2 separate regions of the Mus musculus genome follow, and region 1 is linked to region 2. A link is a contact called in public Hi-C data. All regions are on one chromosome and are shown on one strand. The core of a region is the stretch at or near the end of the contact, and the rest is flanking DNA. Distances in the headings are between cores, read along the strand shown. Region 1 has its middle 37 kb from the start of Gm35341. Region 2 has its middle 100 kb from the start of Gm35341.

Region 1 (3,513 bases), core at 901-3,400, 140 kb before region 2:
AGCCCCCTCTCTCCCTGTGCTATACTCATTTGATGGTCTTTATTTTTTTGAAATTTTTATTAGATATTTTCTTTATTTACATTTCAAATGTTATCCCTTTTACTGGTTTCCCCTCTGAAAAACACCCATTCCTCCTCCCCCTGCTCACCAACCCTCCCACCCCCACCTCCCCGCCCTGGGGCATCTATCAAGCCTTCACAGGACCAAGGGCCTCTCCTCCCATTGATGCTGGACAAGGCCATCCTCTGCTATATATGTGGCTGGAGTCATGGGTCCCTCCACGTGTACCCTGGTTGGTGGTTCAGTCCCAGGGAGCTCTGGGGGTACTGGTTGGTTCATATTGTTGTTCTTCCTATGGGGCTGCAAACCCTTCAGCCCCTTCAGTTCTTTCTCTCTATATTCTGTGCATGTAACCACAGATGCTTGGGCTCATGTGTATACCAGCCATGGTGTGTTCAGAGAACAGACTTTCACAGCTCCCCTCTGCAATCCTCTCACATTTACTTTCTTTATATCCTTTCCTCTGGGATGGTCCCTGAACCTGTAGAGTGATGCTGCTCTCAGGCTGAGTGCCCACAGTCTTTTATTCTCAGCACTTCTAACAGCAACAATTATTTGCATTAGCAACTACTCACTGCCATTAAAAGTTTCTCTGACCAAGGATGGGAGCAGCACAAACCCATAGACCATGTTCACAGTTTCAGGCATGAACTCCCTCCTGTTGAGCAGGTCTCTAATCTGATCAAGAGAGTGATTGTTTACTCCCATAAACAGTTCCACCACTATTGTGTCAGCAGCAGGCCTAGCTCAGCAGCAGGTAAGGGTTGTAGCGTGCAGCGTCCAGTGCTGGATGCAAACATTGATGTCTCTTTCCCACCAGGTAGTGATTTCCAGCACTCTGAAAGCTGGCTAGCAGGGAGAGAGCTTACGCTGGGTTCCAGAGGATTTCTCTGTTTTTCTGTAGTCAAAGTGTTGGTTGTCTTTTCAGCAAGAGGGCCTTATCATCCAGTTACGGTGGTAAATCGGGAGCAGTGGCAGTCGTTTGTCTGGGGTGCCTCGGGATCCTCCGGGTGCGGTTGATTGAATGAGAAATGGCCTCCATAGGCACATGTATCGCACACTTGGTTCTCAGTGCAAACCACCAAGCAGGACAAGACTGACCTGAATTTGTAATCTCAGCCCTGGGGGGATGACGGGACAGGCAGATTCCTGGGGCTCACTAAACAGCAAGCCTGGCCTACTTGTGTAGTTCTAGGTCAGTGAAAGACCTGTTTCAAATAACAACAGATAGATAGATAGATAGATAGATAGATAGATAGATAGATAAATAAATAAATAGAAGTTAATAGCAAGCAAAGACATGCACACTGGAGGTTGTCCTCTGGCTCCCACACGCACTCGAACACACACATGCACATGCAAACACACATCCGATCCCAGCCACAGATCATGCCCTTCCCTTTTTCCCTTCTCTTTCCTTCATTATCCTTCATTCCTAACAAGAACATCTCATGATGTGACGAACCCCTTGATATTCACATGTGCATGAAAAGGTGTGAAACCTAGGACACACGGTCTGTACCCAAAGACATGATTTAGAAAATCTGAAAATCTTTAAACACAATCAATTAACTACAAGATTATTTCCATCACAGTATCTGAGCAACAGGGCAGAGCAGACGTCTCTCTTAAAGAGGGGCTTTTATAATCTGAAGCTCACGTGAAACCTGGTACCTTAGGACACATTTGGCTTCTGGAAAGAAGGGAGCTGTTTGGGAAGGACAGCATTCTAAAACTATCTGGCGCTGTGGAAAACAAGTGAGTCTTCTTTCCCTTGGAGGGCCATGGGGAAAATGTGTCTCCAATCATCCCTGTGGGGCCAGCATTTCAAAGACAACATAGGAACCCTCTGTCCTCATCCTGGGAGTTCACTGAGCCCAATAACCATTGTGTCCCTAAAAGTAGCTGATCTCATGCCCCATGTGCCCAAGTTCCTCATTCCTCAAATAGTAGATGTTTCCAGAAGCTCTGGGGGAGGGTGTGTGTGTGTGTGTGTGTGTGTGTGTGTGTGTGTGTGTGTGTGTGTGCTGACTCACCTCGCTGCCTGTACACCCGTGGGAGAAGCCCTGAGACCTAGGCAGCCAGTGAGAAGCTGGACAGCCTCTCTTGTTATCAGGCAGATCCAAGAATGCGGATGCAGCATTGAGCATGGCTCTTAAGCCTCTTGTGGTCTACATGAATAGCATTCTTGCAATCGCTTCAGGGATGAAGAAGCCAAAAGTCTTCAGCAATTAAAAACCCCGGCTCATGTGTTTGAAGTAGATGTTGGAAACATTTGACTTTTAGGGTTCAACCTTTTCAAGTCGAGTACTTTTATTCTAAAGCTGATGTTGCCAAATAAAGTGCTATCGGTAACTCGGATTTTATTAGGCTAGGGAGAAATGAGCTGGCCGTAGTCTGATCTCCAGATACAGCACGTGTACAGAACCAGAAGCTGAAAGTCGCTTCTGTTTGTGTAATATGGACTAAATGCAATCCCTGTTTCACAGAGTTGAAAACCTCTTCATTTTTACTTGTTGTTTTCTTTATCTCTAAATTGAATATGATAGAACCACACACACAGCCCTGTCTCATCTTAGTTTTCCTTTGGAATTCAGCAACGTATCCAAGGAAAAGGGTTGAGATGGTCTCTTAGCTTTGTTTCTCTGACAAGCTGTGTCTTTTGTGTTTAATTCTGATTGGTTTTACATGTACGCCCACATCTTCCCCCATCTCAACAGAGAACACTCTCCTCAGTCACTCTTGTTGCATTCTCAGCAGTGTCTCCTGCCCTCTCATGCTGTCCCCCCCTGCTCTCTCTTGGTCTAATCTACTCTCTGTATCTTTCATAGTTCACTTGCAGTTCTGTTGCAGCTCCCACATTCCCATCAGCCTGAGGCAACACTGTATAGCCTTCCTCCTCCGTTAGCCTTGGGTCTTCCCAGCATCTGTTCTTGTCATTGCATTGGGCTAGTCACAGTGGATTGCTATAGCTGATTTACATGCTTAGCTAAGGCATATTTATGACATCATGCTATACACATGTTTTAATAGTGTACATGATAGGAAAATAGCACACACATATAAGTGTTTATTAAGTTCCTACTGATTCAATCACTCATATACATGAAACAAACCAATCAAAAACTTTTGTATACCATTTTATCTTAAATTTAATATTACAGTTATTTATTTATTCAGCAGAAGAGACATGGGCCATGGCATATGTGTAGAGTTGGAGGACAACACCTGGAGACAGCTCTTTCTTACCATGTAGGTCCCAGGGATAGAACTCATCAATCTCAGCAGGAAGCACTTTTGTCCACTGAGCTGTCTTGCTACCCCTCTGGTTTCTTCTTAGTGCCCACTTCTTTGTAGAACTCTTGGAAAAACTACCAGTCCTCTAACAAGACACAAGAGAAAGATCCACTCATCTGCAGTGGAGATAGCTCGGTCTGTACGGTTTTGCTTTGC
Region 2 (3,361 bases), core at 351-2,850:
GTTCCCACATATGCTCATGCATACACGTATGCACATGTGCAAACATGGATACACATCCATTGTACACAAGCATATGCAATAAAGAGAAGGAGGCGTGTAGCAGAGCACAAGAAAGACTAAAGAGTCAGTGGATCTAGCTGTAACATGTGCTTCCATCGACTGCCCTCCTGATATGAAAGAGCCCTGGGAGTGAGAGTCTTTCTTCCTTAGAATTTCCTTCCTAGTAAGGTAGTCCACAAAACAAAATACTTTAAATAGAATTTGATTGCCGGAAGATATTCACAGAGAATATTCTATATACTAGTGAACACTCAAGCTATGAACTCTCCCAGAAGTACCCCTAGCCCCATGCTTCGTCACGACCACCTGGAGGTCACTAGTTCGATGATTTCTGCCACTTGTTTGGTTGCATGTGGCTTTGAGATGAGCTGAAGTGGAATTGTGCTGAATGGAAACTTTGTGCTTGCATCTTTTGTTCATGCACACTGTGCACATAGCTGCAAGCGTTTGATGAGACTGGATCATCTTCTGAAGACACATAGAAATCTTCCTTGTGCTTCCTCCAAGGGATAACCCAAACCTACAGGCATGAACATGGCCACTGAAATGCAAATTCAGAGTGTTCATAATCACATTCTCCATCACAGCCCTAAATTGGAGACATTGCTGTGTAGATCATTATAGAACTGACAGATACATTGTGGCATATGCACAGTTCAAGGATAAAGACATTATCTCATGGAATAATGAGGATGAATCTCATAGTTATAAAGCAATTTAGTGGTTTAAAATACACCTTGAATGGAAGCTGGGAAGTTTAATATCTCTAATCCTTAAAGTGTACCCATGTTTGAATACCCAGCCCTACTTGCTAGATTCAATGTAATTATAGAGAAAATTTAATTTTGCTTCTACTCTAAAGATTTGTCATTCAGAATTAGTCAGATTTATTATTGGAATATGTTTATCGTGACAAGGATATTTTAATGAGCCAAAGAGTATTTAGAATGCATTAAAAAACTGTGTTTAGGGCTGGCAAGATGGCTCAGTGGGTAAGAGCACACAGACAGCTCTTCCAAAAGTCCTGAGTTCAAATCCCAGCAACCACATGGTGGCTCACAACCACCTATAATGAGATCTGACGTCCTCTTCTGGTGTGTCTAAAGACAGCTTCAGTGTACTTATGTATTATAATAATAAATAAATCTTTGGACCAGAGCAAGCAGGGATTGAGCAAGCAGAGTTGACCGGAGTGAGCAGGGTTGACCCAAGTAAGCAGAGTTAAAAAAAAAAAAAAAAAAAAAAACTCAATTCCCAACAACCACAGGAAGGCTCACAACCATCTGTACAGCTACAGTGTACTCACCTAAATAAATAAATAAATAAATCTTAAAACAAAACAAAACAAAACTGTGTCTAAGGTACTTCGAAACTCACCACCTCACCAGCTTTCAGTAATTCAGCAGCCAATCGCATGTTCAGAGAAAGTTCTGAGGAACCAGGCCTTTGTTCCCGTGGCACATTCCAAGGTAGGGTTGTCATCCTCCTACTTGACTCTGCTCATGTTACCTCCAGAGCACACAAGCTCGTTGAAGAGTCCAGCCAGCTCTACTTGTGTGGCATGGGAGAGACCAACATTCTTCAGTAGGATGAGTTACACAAGCGAACACTTCAGTGATAACTCTGGTTTAATCTAAGTTGACCGGTAGCCAAATATCAAATTGACCAAACTTCACATGAATTTTGCCTTATTTGAACTTACATAAGCATTACATGATTTTTTTAATCGTAAGTGAAGGTTATTTTTGCCCTTACCCAACTCAGTGATTAAGTGATTTTCCTGGTTTCTTCTTCTTCTTCTTCTTCTTCTTCTTCTTCTTCTTCTTCTTCTTCTTCTTCTTCTTCTTCTTCTTCTTCTTCTTCTTCTTCTTCTTTTTGCATAAGCAGTTATGGCCTTTTAACTACCTGTCATAGAAGAAAATTCAAATGCTCTATACTAACTAGCACTAAGACATAATACTTGACTGTGAATATTCTGTGTTTTTATTTACTGACAAGAGACCAAACCTCCCTAAATAGATGTGATGCAATTTTACAATTTGATATCTATAAGAATGTCTAAGGAAGTTAGAGAAATAATTTCATATAAAGGCTGTACACAGTTATGGGGATATTTACTAAGGGACAGTCTACCTCATGGGAGAGGCAGGATACAAATGCAAAATACATCTGGAAGAAAAGATGAAGAAGAAAGCATGGGTGGTCACTTTCCCAACCTATACTCTCTAATAAATCAGATATTGCTTCAACATTAAAATAACATATCATCTCTCACATCCTGAGAGCTCCTAGGATCATTTCATGGGAGAGTGGACAAATGCCTAACCAACCCCACCAGCCAACAGCACCTGTTTGCAAAACAGTTATTTGCTCTTATACACACTGTGAGCTTCTTGCCAGCATCAAGCCCACCCTCTGAAGCAGCTCTTAGGTGGTCACAGTTCTGAGCTGATTTTCAGACCATCCCACCTGTTCCTTACTTGTTTTGATCTAACTTTGCTTTTATACTTTAGACTTTTGTGAAAGTATTTTTTTTTTTAAATAGTCTTCTGGAAAGGTTGTTTTTGCAGTCCTCCTATTACACCTTGAAGGTCAAAACAAATTAGAAAGCTGGACAAAACCAGGAAAATCATCTCATTGCTCATCTCATTGCTGAGTTGAGTAAGCACAAAACTAACCTCCATTTATGATAAACAATAATGCAATACATTACATTCCCTGATCCGATGCTTTGTAGCCCTGTTCCTTAACAACGACAGTGAAGAAGAGATATGTCGAAGCATACATACTGATGCTCTTCTCCTCCCTAAAGAGATTGTCTTGAGAGTAGTACCTAGATCCACAGTCAAACTGTATAGACTTGCTGAGGCATAAATATAACTGCAGCTCTATAGCAGAGCGATAGCTGATGATCAACAACTAGGAGCAGTCATGCACTGGACATCTGGTCTCTCCTTGGTATTTCATGGCTTCTGAATGCCATTCACAGTGTTCAGTGAGATGGTCAGGCTGTGATTGCTTTAGGGCTTCCTCATGGGTTTCTCACAGTGCTGGAGAACACACGTGAGGCTAGGCACCTGAACTTTTGATCACTTTCCGTCCATCCCTTGGGAGGAATTGACGAGCTCTGTCTGCTGAAGCCATGAAGACAACGGTTCTGAAATACTGGAATACATTGTATTTTAGGAAACTGCCCATATGAAAATGATATTGACTGTCTGGGTTGCTAAGTGTATGTGTATTTTTTATTGTGAAGGTTCATATGTGAGTCTAGAAACACTTGAGGATGGATAACTGGAGA

Evidence for each region. Hi-C and Micro-C count contacts between places; a contact is called where the count stands out from the background.
Region 1: a Hi-C map of adipose-derived mesenchymal stem cells shows a contact between it and region 2, with 1.5 times the contacts expected there. The contact joins two enhancer-like sites. A contact is called at or near these places in 2 of 484 Hi-C or Micro-C datasets (adipose-derived mesenchymal stem cells and nephron progenitors).

What each region holds. Positions count from the first base shown.
Region 1 is chr1:186,443,523-186,447,035 of GRCm38.p6, reverse strand. No RefSeq gene overlaps it. Among named protein-coding and RNA genes, the nearest start is that of Gm35341, 37 kb to the right of the region's middle. Within about 2 kb of position 2,150, at least 53 of the 459 cell types and tissues checked have an H3K27ac peak or open chromatin away from gene starts, as enhancers often do. A contact at or near this core is called in adipose-derived mesenchymal stem cells, where this site is marked.
Region 2 is chr1:186,306,045-186,309,405 of GRCm38.p6, reverse strand. No RefSeq gene overlaps it. Among named protein-coding and RNA genes, the nearest start is that of Gm35341, 100 kb to the left of the region's middle. Within about 2 kb of position 1,600, at least 11 of the 459 cell types and tissues checked have an H3K27ac peak or open chromatin away from gene starts, as enhancers often do. A contact at or near this core is called in adipose-derived mesenchymal stem cells, where this site is marked.